Linked DNA regions of Pan troglodytes: regions 1 and 2 are each linked to region 3. A link is a contact called in public HiChIP or PLAC-seq data. All regions are on one chromosome and are shown on one strand. The core of a region is the stretch at or near the end of the contact, and the rest is flanking DNA. Distances in the headings are between cores, read along the strand shown.

What was found. HiChIP or PLAC-seq counts read pairs in DNA pulled down with a chosen protein or histone mark.
Region 1: a contact with region 3 is called in an H3K4me3 HiChIP or PLAC-seq map of stem cell-derived excitatory neurons, with 2.4 times the contacts expected there. The contact joins the promoter of KARS1 here to the promoter of TMEM170A in region 3. A contact is called at or near these places in 1 of 7 Hi-C or Micro-C datasets (stem cell-derived neural progenitor cells) and 1 of 1 datasets of contacts at active chromatin or transcription factors (stem cell-derived excitatory neurons).
Region 2: an H3K4me3 HiChIP or PLAC-seq map of stem cell-derived excitatory neurons shows a contact between it and region 3, with 4 times the contacts expected there. The contact joins the promoter of ADAT1 here to the promoter of TMEM170A in region 3. A contact is called at or near these places in 1 of 7 Hi-C or Micro-C datasets (stem cell-derived neural progenitor cells) and 1 of 1 datasets of contacts at active chromatin or transcription factors (stem cell-derived excitatory neurons).

The regions. Positions count from the first base shown.
Region 1 is chr18:73,759,614-73,763,660 of NHGRI_mPanTro3-v2.0_pri, reverse strand. It overlaps KARS1 (lysyl-tRNA synthetase 1), which reads left to right and starts at 2,347. Exons shown (of 14, transcript XM_511115.6): 1 at 2,347-2,490. The coding sequence starts at 2,387. It overlaps TERF2IP (TERF2 interacting protein), which reads right to left and starts at 2,259. Exons shown (of 3, transcript NM_001280213.1): 1 at 1,516-2,259. The coding sequence starts at 2,185.
Region 2 is chr18:73,734,985-73,739,064 of NHGRI_mPanTro3-v2.0_pri, reverse strand. It overlaps ADAT1 (adenosine deaminase tRNA specific 1), which reads left to right and starts at 2,223. Exons shown (of 9, transcript XM_063797444.1): 1 at 2,223-3,957.
Region 3 is chr18:73,573,258-73,577,053 of NHGRI_mPanTro3-v2.0_pri, reverse strand. It overlaps TMEM170A (transmembrane protein 170A), which reads left to right and starts at 2,520. Exons shown (of 3, transcript NM_001251955.3): 1 at 2,520-2,738. The coding sequence starts at 2,606.

The DNA of each region.
Region 1 (4,047 bases), core at 1,098-3,597, 190 kb before region 3:
ACTTTTACCAAAACAAAATTCCTACTAAGCATACTGAACAGGAGAAAAAGATTTTACTCCCCAGACTTCAAGTGTTAAATGGAGTAGTCATACAGGCAAAGAAAAGGTGGGAGGATTACGGAGGGGGAGGAGAAGCAGCATAACTCTTTAAACAAAAGGGTCTATCGGTTTAAGTTATCAATGCCAGATACGTCACAAGTACATCTTAACAGCCTCGCTCTGTATCCTAGACATACTGAACCCCAATTTTCAATTCAATTGCATTAAAAACTCACTTCACCTAAGCAAGACCAGGAAGAGACCTTCCAACTGCCAAGAACCTTCTTAAGTCCATAGGCATTCAGTTACGCCAGAGCATTAAAGTAAGTCTGGTACGCCTTTATACTGAATCTACCTGAACATAACAGCAATCTTTTTTAAAAAGGAGTCTGTGGAATATCTCTTAAAAGAAACACAAGAAGCCAGTTATCCCGTGGGTAGCTGGTGGACAGGAAGGACGAGATAATTTTTTTTTTTTTTTTTTTTTTTGAGATGGAGTCTTGCTCTGTCACCCACGCTGGAGAGCAATGGCGCAGTCTCGGCTCACTGCAACCTCCGCCCCCCGGGTTCAAGCAATTCTCCTGCCTCAGCCTCCTGAGTAGCTGGGACTACAGGAACTCTCCGCCACGGCCGGCTAATTTTTGTATTTTTAGTAGGGGCGGCATTTCGCCATGTTGGTCAGGCTCGTCTCGATTTCCTTACCTCAGGTGATCCGCCCGCCTCGGCCTCCCAAAGTGCTGGGATTACAAGCTTGAGCCGCCGCGCCCGGCCGAGAATTTTCTATATACTTTTTGTAACTTTTGAATATAGAACCATGTCAATATTCTAGTCAATGGTAAAGTAAATTAAAACTAGACCAAGAAGCTGGGTGTGATGGCTCACGCCTGTAATCCCAACACTTTGGGACACCGAGGCGGGAGGATCGCTTGAGCCCAAGAGTTCGAGATCTGTCAGGGCAACACAACGAGACCCCCATCTCTACAACAATTTTTTTTTTAATTTAGCGGGACGTGGTGGCGCGGGAGTGTAGTTCCAGCTACTTGGGAGGCTGAAGCCGGAGATTCGCTTGAGCCCAGGAGGTCCAGGATGCAGTAGGTCGTGATCGCGCGGCTGCATCACAGCCTGGGCGACGGAGCGAGCCCCCACTCAAAAATTAAAAAATAAAAACGACGAGAGGCCAGACGTGGTGGCTCACTCCTGTAATCCCAACACTTTGGGTGGCCGAGGCAGGAGGATCGCTTGAGCTCAGGAGTTCAGACCAGCTTAGGTAACACAGACCCATTGCAAAAAAAGAACAATAATAAACAACAAGGGAGCGAGGAGGCAAGAAAATGGTGCAAATTTACCCGGATGTCAACAGGGGGCGGGGCCGAGCGCTGCTACCGAAGATGCCAAGATGGACGCCAGGCAGCCAGGAGAAAGACCCCAACCCCACCCGCGCAGGTATCCGCGAGGCCCCGCGCTCAGCCTCCTCACCCCCGCTATCCGCGGCCTCCGGGTCCTCCTCCGCCTTCCGCTTGAGCTTCTGGGAGGAGGGGCTCACCGGCGCGTCCCCCAGCAGGTACTTATGCTCCTGGCCCCGCAGGTGCTTGAGGTAGCGGTCCTTCAGGGACTGCCACGAGTGCTGCGTGAGCGAGCTCTTCTCCATCGCTTTCCACAAGGCGTTACCGGTGACGGAGCTGGGCGAGCGGGCATTTTCCTTCACGTAGGTAAGGATGGCTACGTCGTCCGCATCCGTGAAGGCGATCCGCCCCGCGAGCCGCTGCGGCTCCGGCTCCGCGGCGCCCTCGGCCAGGGCTCCGGGCTTTGCTTCCGAGCCGGTGTCCGCCGCCGAGGCGGGGCCCAGCCGATAGGCCTCCAGCTCCAGCCTCTCGTTGCGCTCCACGCAGTCCAGGATGTACTGCGTGGAGATGAAATCACCCGAGGCCTCGGCCAGCGCCTCCCCGGGCTGGGCCAGCAGCACGGCCCCGGGCTCCTGCACTCGGCACACGGTGCCGCCGCCGTGCAGGATGAGCGTCGACAGCCGACGCTTGGCCGGGCTGGGCCGCACGTAGAAGGACATGGAGCTGCCGTCGTCCCTCACGAACAGAGTCGAGGAATGGGTGGGCCCGTTGGGGTCTTTGCCCAAATCCATCGCCTCCGCCATGTCTGACGCCGAGCACTACTAGAAGAGCTGCCCCCTCGCGAGCGCCTGGCACACAGAGCTCAACTGACTGAGCTGTCACCGCAGACGCCTCTGCCGCGAAGCGCAGCACTGGGCCTGCGCAGCAGCTGCCGCGGCGCATCGAGAGTGCCCGCCCCCTCTCCCCCGGAAGAGGTGGGGCTTCGCACCTTGACCTGGAAATTAATGTACTATCCTCCTTACTTTTGGGTCGGGCCCTCCGGGAAGATGGCGGCCGTGCAGGCGGCCGAGGTGAAAGTGGATGGCAGCGAGCCGAAACTGAGCAAGAAGTGAGTGTCGCTGCGAGTCTTTAAAGCCTTTGCGGTAGGAGAGTCTGGGCTGGGAAGCGCCGCGAGGTTCCCACCAAGGCTGCTGTGCCGGGGCCTTCTTGCCGGCTCTCGTGGGTACGCACATGCTGAGACGTGGTGGCTGCGCCCTGCAGACCACGTACCCCGGGATACCCCGGGCACGCCGGCTCCCCGTTCCCGGCTGGCACCGGCGGGATGCTCCCTATCATACTCCTAGAGTTAAGAGACTGTGGAGGAGGAACTGGGACGAGAACTAAGAGTTATCAGAAAAGAAAAGCGAAACTTCCTGCTTAGCTTCATCGTCCTTTCTGAGAAATGCATTCTTTTGTTGAGCCACTCAGTAAACGTGGAAGTTGGAGAAATGTTAAATACCCTAGCTTTTCAGAAAGACCTTCAAAATTTTCTGGGCCTCACTAAGGTCATTCTGAACGTTATGTATTAAAAGGGATCAGTTCTAAAACTGTCATGCATCTACCCGTATGGGTTATTCAATAGATACCTGTGAGTATTAAGTGATCAACGTCTAACAGTAGAGACCATCTTAATTCAGCCTGATATCTTTGTTAACCACTCCCAAATCCCTGGAGTATGTAGGTTAACATAGATAAGTCAGGATTAGCCACCCTTTAACTGGCTGTCTTATATTCTCATTAGCGTTCCCCATTTGAACCACAGAACACAGGTAATTGAGTGTTTTATCATTGCTAGGAAGATGGTACATAGTACCATTCCAGAGGCATACGAGAGGGCTTAATCCCCGTGGCGCGCACTTGTTATCCCAGCTACTCGGGAGACTGAGGCGGGAGAATCGCTTTAACCCGGGAGGCGGAGGTTGCAGTGTGCTGAAGTCGTGCCACTGCACTCCAGCCTGGGAGACTTGAGGTAGCGGTCTCGGTCCTTCAGGGACTGCAAGAAGTGCTGCGTGAGCGAGCCCTTCTCCATCGCTTTCCCCAAGGCGTTACTGAGACAGAGCCAGACCCTGAATGAAAAAGAAAAGAGAAATGATGTTTCCTTTTTTTTTTTTTAAGATGGAGTCTCGCTCTGTCGCCAGGCTGGAGTGCAGTGGCGCGATCTTGGCTCACTGCAACCTTCGCTGCCAGGGTTCAAGCGATTCTCCTGCCTCAGCCTCCCGAGTAGCTGGGATTACAGGCGTGTGCCACCATGGCTGGCCAATTTTTGTATTTTTAGTAGAGACGGGGTTTCACCATGTTGGGCAGGGTGGTCTCAATCTCGTTACCTTGTGATCCGCCCACCTTGGCCTCCCAAAGTGCTGGGATGACAGGCGTGAGCCACCACCCCCGGCCTGATGTTTCCTTTTGTGTCCCTGGCTTTGTGCTTCAAATATCTTAGAAAAAGTATAAGAGAAATTGTCTAAGTTTATAGTTGGGTAGGACCTTAATATATTGTCCTTTATTAGAGCAATCCGATGGACTTCCATAAAAGTTTGGAACCTGGTCTTTGGACTGCTACCTTAGAGAAAATTGACTTGACTTTAATCTATTAAGTCAAATTTAATTGAATGTGGTGTATCTGTGATAT
Region 2 (4,080 bases), core at 974-3,473, 160 kb before region 3:
AATCAGCCCGGTGTTGTGGCATATGCCTGTAATCCCAGCTACTGGGGAGGCTGAGGTAGAATTGCTTGCACCTGGGAGGCAGAGGTTGCAGTGAGCCAAGATTGTGCCACTGCGTTACAGCCTGGGCAAGAGAGTGAGACTCCATCTCAAAAAAAAAAAAAGTACTGAGAAGTCATTCACTGAAGTATTATTTAAGCAGTAAATGTGTAGTAGTCACAAATCTGACACCAGATTTGCAGTTTGAAAAGATTAGTCTTGCTGCTCTGTGGAAAATGAATTGGAGTTAAGCAAGAAAAGGTGGAAGTTCAGAGATGAGTGTAGCAATCCAAGAGGAATACGATAGTGGCTTTTACTAGCGTATTGGCATGCAAGTGGAGAGAAATGGATGGATTCAAGAGATAGGAAGTAAGATCAACAGGACTTGGTAATGGATTGCACTGAGGGGATTAAGGGAAGGGAGATAACAAGGAACATGACTCACTTTTTAGTTACGCAACTAGATTGCTAGTAATACCAATCCCTGAGATAAAGAACCCTAGAAAAAGGTCTTTGATACCCCTTACCCCCACTGGAATATTTCTTAAAAGACAGAAGAGGCAGTCACTTGCAGATTAAAGATATTGGAGAGGAATGAGGAGCAAAGTCTTTGGCCTTGGAGGAGGGCCATGTCCCATTTCCTTTGAACTAGAGAGAAGGATGGGGTTGAGCAAGTTGCATAAATTTTTGAGGGGTAGCAAAGAAAAATGAATTCTTTCATTTTTAGTAATAGAGGCATTCAGTTACTGGGTGACAAAGGCCCCTGAAGTATCCAGGCAGCTATATTACTTATTCCCGGCAATCCAAAGGTTTTTAGACCTGTTCTGTCCACTACACTGTAGTAGTACTGTACTACAGTAGCCACTAGCCACATGTGACTATCCAGCATCTGAAATGTGGCTGATCCAAATTGGGATGTATTCTAAGTGTAACACACACCAGATTTCTTAAACTTCACATTAAAAACAGAACAGAACATAAGTATTTTTTAAAATATTGAGACTGGGCAGCCAGGTGCGGTGGCTCACGCCTGTAATCCAGCACTTTGGGAGGCCGAGGCGGGCAGATCACGAGGTCAGGAGATCGAGACCATCCTGGCTAACATGGTGAAACCCCGTATCTACTAAAAATACAAAAATTAGCCTGACGTGGTGGCGGGCACCTGTAGTCCCAGCTACTCGGGAGGCTGAGGCAGGAGAATGGCGCGAACCTGGGAGGCGGAGCTTGCAGTGAGCAGAGATTGCGCCACTGTACTCCAGCCTGGGTGCCAGAGCGAGACTCCGTATCAAAAAAAAAAAAAAAAAAAAAAAAAAAAAAAAAAAAATATATATATATATATATATATATATATATATATATATATATATGAGAGAGAGAGACAGACAGACCCCGGGCATCGTGACTCACGCCTGTAATCCCAGCACTCTGGGAGGTTGAGGCGGGCGGATCACTTGAGGTCAGGAGTTCGAGACCAGCCTGGTAACATGGCGAAACCCCGTCTCTACTAAAAATAACAAAAATTAGCCGGGTGTGATGGCGGGCGCCTGTAATCCCAGCTACTTGGGAGGCTGAGGCAGGAGAATCGCTTGAAGCCAGGAGGCGGAGGTTGCAGTGCGCCGAAATTGCGCCGCTTCCAGCCTGGGCGACAAAGCGAGACTCCATCTCAAAAAATTTTTTGATTATATGTTGAAATAATACTATTTGGGATGTATGGGTTAAATAAAATATATATGATTGTTTCTATTTTGACTTTTTTAATGAGGCTACTGGAAATTTTTAAATTACGTATATGGTTCGAATTATATATCTATTGGACAGTGATGTTACAGATAGAAATACAGCATAGTCAGGAGAATCGCTTGAACCGGGAGGCGAAGGTTGCAGTGAGCCGAGATCGCGCGTCTACACTCCAGCCTGAGCAACAGAGCAAGACTCCGTCTCAAAAAAAAAAAGAAAAAGAAAAAAATTCAGCCGAGTGCTGCAAGATACGTCATTCTAGTTGAAGGCATATCTAAGCCAATAAGCGGCTCCCATCATCCGGTTTCACGCCTCTCTAAGACGCAGCCAGGGCTGCGGGACTTGAAGCGCGGGAATCTCGGCCCTGGCACCGACTCCCCCGAAAAACTACAAGGCCCGGCATGCCCTGCACGCCTCTGGGAGCGGGAGCCGGAAGGAACCGGCGCTTTGTGACGTCACGTCCGCCTTACCGGCGGATTAAGCTCGCTTTCTTCTAGGCGCGTGTCCTGAAGGTGGGAGGGGAGCGTCCGCGAGGCGCTGGGGCGACGGGGCAGGTTTATCCGGGCTAACTTTGCCGAGTCTGTTTTTGAGGGAAGAGGTTGTGAGGATCGTATCTTCCGGGACGCGTTTCACGTGGGAAGGCGCTCCACGCCTTGAACTGTCAGCAGCCGGCGCCTGAAGAGCTCCTGCCGCGGGCGGGCGCGGGGCCTCTGGCCTGGCAGCCGCAGGACCCAATGGATCAGGCGCTCACGCTGTTGTCACTGCATGGCTTCAGTGCCTTGCCTGGCACCTCCTATCCTGTAACTGGCCGACTCGGGGTCCCACCCAGGCTTCTCCAGCGGCCGGGAAGGGGCTCTGCTTCCGGAAGTGTTTAGGAAGGGAGCCAGCGTAAAGCAGGAGTCCCTTCCTCCAAGCATCGCTGAAGCCTTTTCTCCCCTGGCAGCCGACTTCTTTTTCTTTGGAAAGGACGTCAGGTTTTTTAGCTTGTTGAAACTGTTCAGAGATGCGGTCTTGTGGGCAAATAAATGCCTGTTTAGCTGAGCTGTTATTTTCAGCTAAGAAGTTCTTCAAGTTTTCAAGATCTAGGAGGGGGTGTAGGCTCGAATTATAATGGACCCAGTGTAGCAAAACATTTATTCGTTTAAACAATTGTGCATGCTCATTCAGACGCACTACCTGAGTGAGATGATGCCGTTCTGGGCTGCTTCATCTTAAAGAGAGTCACTGTTTCTTCTGGCAACTTCTACCTGCCTTGCCTATCGAGGTTTGTGAATTGCACCTCTGGTTTAATTTCAGGTCGATGGCCAGGTGGTCTTCATAAACTATACTGCCTTGTGATGCCTCCCTAGAAATGAGAGGTGAGTCCTTTCCAAACGAGGATTCTAGGATCTCATGCTTTCTTTTCTTGACAAGGCTTGCCCTGGCCCTCTGACTTTCAAGTCACAGGGTCTCACTTCCTGCAGATTTTTGTTTTAAATCACTGTGGTCTGATTTACCAGTAGCATTCACTACAGTAGCGAGCCTGCACGTTGCGCTGCAGGGGATTCATAACAATACCATCTTTCGGTGTCGGCTGGGCTGGTCTCCAGCTCCTAACCGCGAGTGATCCGCCAGCCTCTGCCTCCCGAGGTGCCGGGATTGCAGACGGAGTCTCGTTAACTCAGTGCTCAATGGCGCCCAGGCTGGAGTGCAGTGGCGTGATCTCGGCTCGCTACAACCACCTCCCAGCCGCCTGCCTTGGCCTCCCTAAGTGCCGAGATTGCAGCCTCTGCCTGGCAGCCACCCCGTCTGGGAAGTGAGGAGCGTCTCCGCCTGACCACCCATCGTCTGGGATGTGAGGAGCCCCTCTGCCTGGCTGCCCAGTCTGGAAAGTGAGGAGCGTCTCTGCCCGGCCGCCATCCCATCTAGGAAGTGAGGAGCGTCTCTGCCCGGCCGCCATCCCATCTAGGAAGTGAGGAGCGCCTCTTCCCGGCCGCCATCACATCTGGGAAGTGAGGAGCGTCTCTGCCCGGCCGCCCATCGTCTGAGATGTGGGGAGCACCTCTGCCCTGCCGCCCCGTCCGGGATGTGAGGAGCGTCTCTGCCCGGCCGCCCTGTCTGAGAAGTGAGGAGACCCTCTGCCTGGCAACCGCCCCGTCTGAGAAGTGAGGAGCCCCTCCGCCCGGCAGCCACCCCGTCTGAGAAGTGAGGAGCGTCCTCCCTCCTCGTCCGGGAGGGAGGTGGGGGGGTCAGCCCCCCGCCCGGCCAGCCGCCCCGTCCGGGAGGTGAGGGGCGCCTCTGCCTGGCCGCCCCTACTGGGATGTGAGG
Region 3 (3,796 bases), core at 1,271-3,770:
GCTGTCAGCCACTGTCACAAAAAAATCCTACAGAATCTGAAATGCCAACAAGAAGTCTAGCTGCGCCAGAAAATACCTGTGAATCACAGGTTTTTCCATTTCAACTTATATGACAAAAAGTTTCAGCTTTAATTATTTACTAAATTCCTGAGCCATCTTTAAATTCTTTTGGGGTTTTTTGTTTGTTTATTTGTGTGTTTGTTTTTTGAGACAGCGCCTTCTTCTGTTGCCCAGGCTGGAGTACAATGGAGCAATGATAGCTCACTGCAGCCTTGACCTCTGGGGCTCAAGGGATCCTCCCACCTCAGCCTCTGGAGTTAGCTGGGACTATAGGTGTGTGCCACTACACCCGACTAATTTTTGAATTTTTAGTAGAGACAAGGTTTCCCTATGTTGCCCAGGCTGGTCTCAAACTCCTGGGCTCAAGCAATCCTCCAGGCTTGGCCTCCCAAAAGTGTTGGGTTTACAGGCATGAGCCACCTTGCTTGGCAGATTGGTGAATTGGTCACTTTTTAAAAAGATTTTAAAAGGTATGATTTATGTAGCATAAAATTCATTTATTTTAACTGTACAATTCAATGATTTTTAAAGAAGTTTTCAGGCTGGGCACGGTGGCTCACGCCTGTAATCCCAGCACTTTGGGAGGCCAAGGTAGATGGATCACCTGAAGTCAGGAGTTTGAGGCAAACCTGACCAATATGGTGAAATCCCATCTCTGCTAAAAATACAAAAATTACCTGGGCATGGTGGCACGGAGCTATAATCCCAGCTACTTGGGAGGCTGAGGCAGGAGAATTGCTTGAACCTGGGAGGCGAAGGTTGCAGTGAGCCGAGATTGCGCCACTCCACTCCACTCCAGCCTGGACGACAGAAGAAGACTGCGTCTCAAAAAAAAAAAAAAAAAAAAAAAAATTACCAGTCAGGTGCAGTGGCTCACGCCTGTAATCCCAGCACTTTGGGAGGCCAAGGCAGGTGGATCGCTTGAGGTCAGGAACGAGACCAACATGGATAACATGGCAAAACCCTATCTCTACTCAAAATACAAAAATTAGCTGGGCCTGGTGGCACGCACCTGGAATCCCAGCTACTGGGGAGGCTGAGGCAGGAGAATCGCTTGAACCAGGGAGGCGGAGGTTGCGGTGAGCTGAGATTTCGCCACTGCACTCCAGCCTGGGCAACAAAGTGAGACTCTGTCTCAAAACCAACCAACCAAACAAACAAAAACATTATTATTCGTCACAAGCCTCTTCATCACCTGGAACCTTGTGGACATTACTTATCCTTGATAACTTCCCTTCCAGAACACTATTGTTAATGGCTGCTATGGTCTGAACGTGTTGCCCCAAATTCATGTCCTGAAACTTCGTGGGAATGTGATAGTACTGAGAGGAGGGGCCTTTAGGAGACGATTAAGTCAGAAGAGTGGAGCCCCCGTTATGGGATTAAGACCCCTATAAAAGGGATTTGGAGAGTGGGCTCCCTTTGTTACCATGTGAGGACGCCCGGGCGGTGCTATCAGTGAGGAACGGGCCGTCCTTAGACATGGAACCTGCTGCGACCTTGATCTTGGACCTCCCAGCTTCCAGAACTGTGAGAAAATAAATTTCTGTTCTTAATAAATTGCCCACTCTCAGGTACTTTGTTACAGCAGTGCAAACAAACTGAACATTAGCTTATTCCTTTTTACGATTTCTCTGCCTTCATTTTAACAGGCTTTCTGAAGGGAGGTGAGACAAAAATGTGTGATCCACGAGGACAGGAAATCGAGACCATCCTGGCTAACACGATGAAACCCCGCCTCTACTAGAAATACAAAAAATTAGCCGGGCGTGGTGGCGGGCGCCTGTAGTCCCAGCTACTCGGGAGGCTGAGGCAGGAGAATGGTGTGAACCCGGGGGGCAGAGCTTGCAGTGAGCAGAGATCGCGCGGCCGCACTCCAGCCTGGGTCACAGAGGGAGACTCCGTCTCGGAAAAAAGAAAAAAGTGTGATCTAATTTTATTGCTCTGAACCGAATCTCTGTACATTTTATTTTATTTAAAACTAAGTCGAGCTCTATAGAGGCTACATAGCCTCCCTCCCATTCTGGTTCCACACCAGCCTTTGCATGGGCTCTTTCTACTATCAGCTTTAAATAGAGAACCTTCTTGTTCTGTTCATGAAGGTTTCATAAATGCTGGAGTCCAGTCATAACTAGAACTTTACATATCCGTTCCATCACTGTATTTTTCCAGATCCCTGGTAACTCCATAGCGCGGCTCTGTTGGGGCGCATGCAATTCCCTACTTTCTCACAGGGGGCGCTGCAGAGAAGGGCAGAGCAGAGCGCGCGGTCCCAGAGCGCGCCGTCCAGGAGGGGGCGCGTCCGTGGGGCCGTGTCTCTGCGAGCCCTGCGCAACGTTGGGGGCGGGAACAACCCTGGCCCTGCGCCCGAGCGCTGCGGCGCCTTGTGATTGGAGGAGGCAACGGTCACTTGGCAGCGCCGTTGGGATTGGGGGAAGAGGACCCCGGCTGGAGGTGACGCTGAGGCGGCGAGGGTGAGTCGGCGCCGGCCGCTGCCGCACTTCGGGCGCTCGTCCCTCATTTCTCTGTGGTGAATGGCGACGGGATGGAGCGCGAGGGGAGCGGCGGCAGCGGCGGGTCGGCCGGGCTCCTGCAGCAGATCCTGAGCCTGAAGGTTGTGCCGCGGGTGGGCAACGGGACCCTGTGCCCCAATTCTACTTCCCTCTGCTCCTTCCCAGGTACGGCCCGCCCCGCGCCTGCGCACTGCGCGCCCCGCCGTCGCCTCTGCCGGGCTGTGGGCGCCCCGAGTCTGGGCGGGGTCCCGGGTGCGCAGCCTGCTGGCGGCGTGGGCGCTGTCCTCCGGGAGGGGGGCCGTGCTGCTCGCCGGGAGCCCCTTTCCCCATCACTTCTTCGGCGGTCCCTGGGGCGGAGCCCCGGAGTCCCGCTGGGCGTGAGATGCGGAGAGCGGCCGCAGGTGGGCCCGGGGCTGGAGGGCGCTCGGCCGCCACCCGAGCGGGTCTTGGCCTTGAGCTTGCGAGCGCCTCAGGTTCAGAGCTGCACCCCACGAGCCCGGGAGGCGGTGGTCCCCGCCCTGCCTGGGTTGCCCCACGGCGCCCGGCCTCCTTCGAGGGGTCTCGGAGCGGCCCGACCGGGCTGAGGAGTCAGAGCTCGCGCTCCCCTTGCCCGGGGGCTGCAGCCCGGCCCCTCCGCGCAGGCGCTCGTTCGCTGATCGCGGGCGCCTGGGGCTAAATCCTCCCCCTCCGAGACCCGCTCCGCTTTCTAGGAATCTTTCCCAGACCTGGTGCCACCTGTTGCTGGGTCTCCCACTAAGCCTTCGAGATCTTTGGCACACCTTCCTTTGAACTCTTTCTCCCCGCTGCGGCTTGAGCTGGGCCTGCTAGGAGGGTTGCTCAGAATTCTAATGCCAGGAAGAGCGCTCCGTGCCCTGAAAGCTGGAGGGAGGAGAGAGGACTTCACCTGGGAAGGAGGAGAAAAGCCTTGAGGGGGGGCACAGTTATTTGTGTGGTCCTTGAAAGGCAAGAAGACTGGGGCCCGTGGCCCTGAAAGGGGAGTTGGGGCTCCCAGCAGAGAGAACTGAGATCTTCGTAAACAATGAGGGACCAGAGCAGAGGGAAGGAGGACGAGATTCCAGACTCTAGTTCCAAACAAGGCACCTGTGATTTCTCATCCCCTGGGCAGCGACTGCCAGGCGCCGTTCAGCGGACACCTGGGACTTGCAGTGTTATGTGCCCAGGGATTTTCCCGGACGGGATTGTGAAGTAGCAGGTAAGGTCAT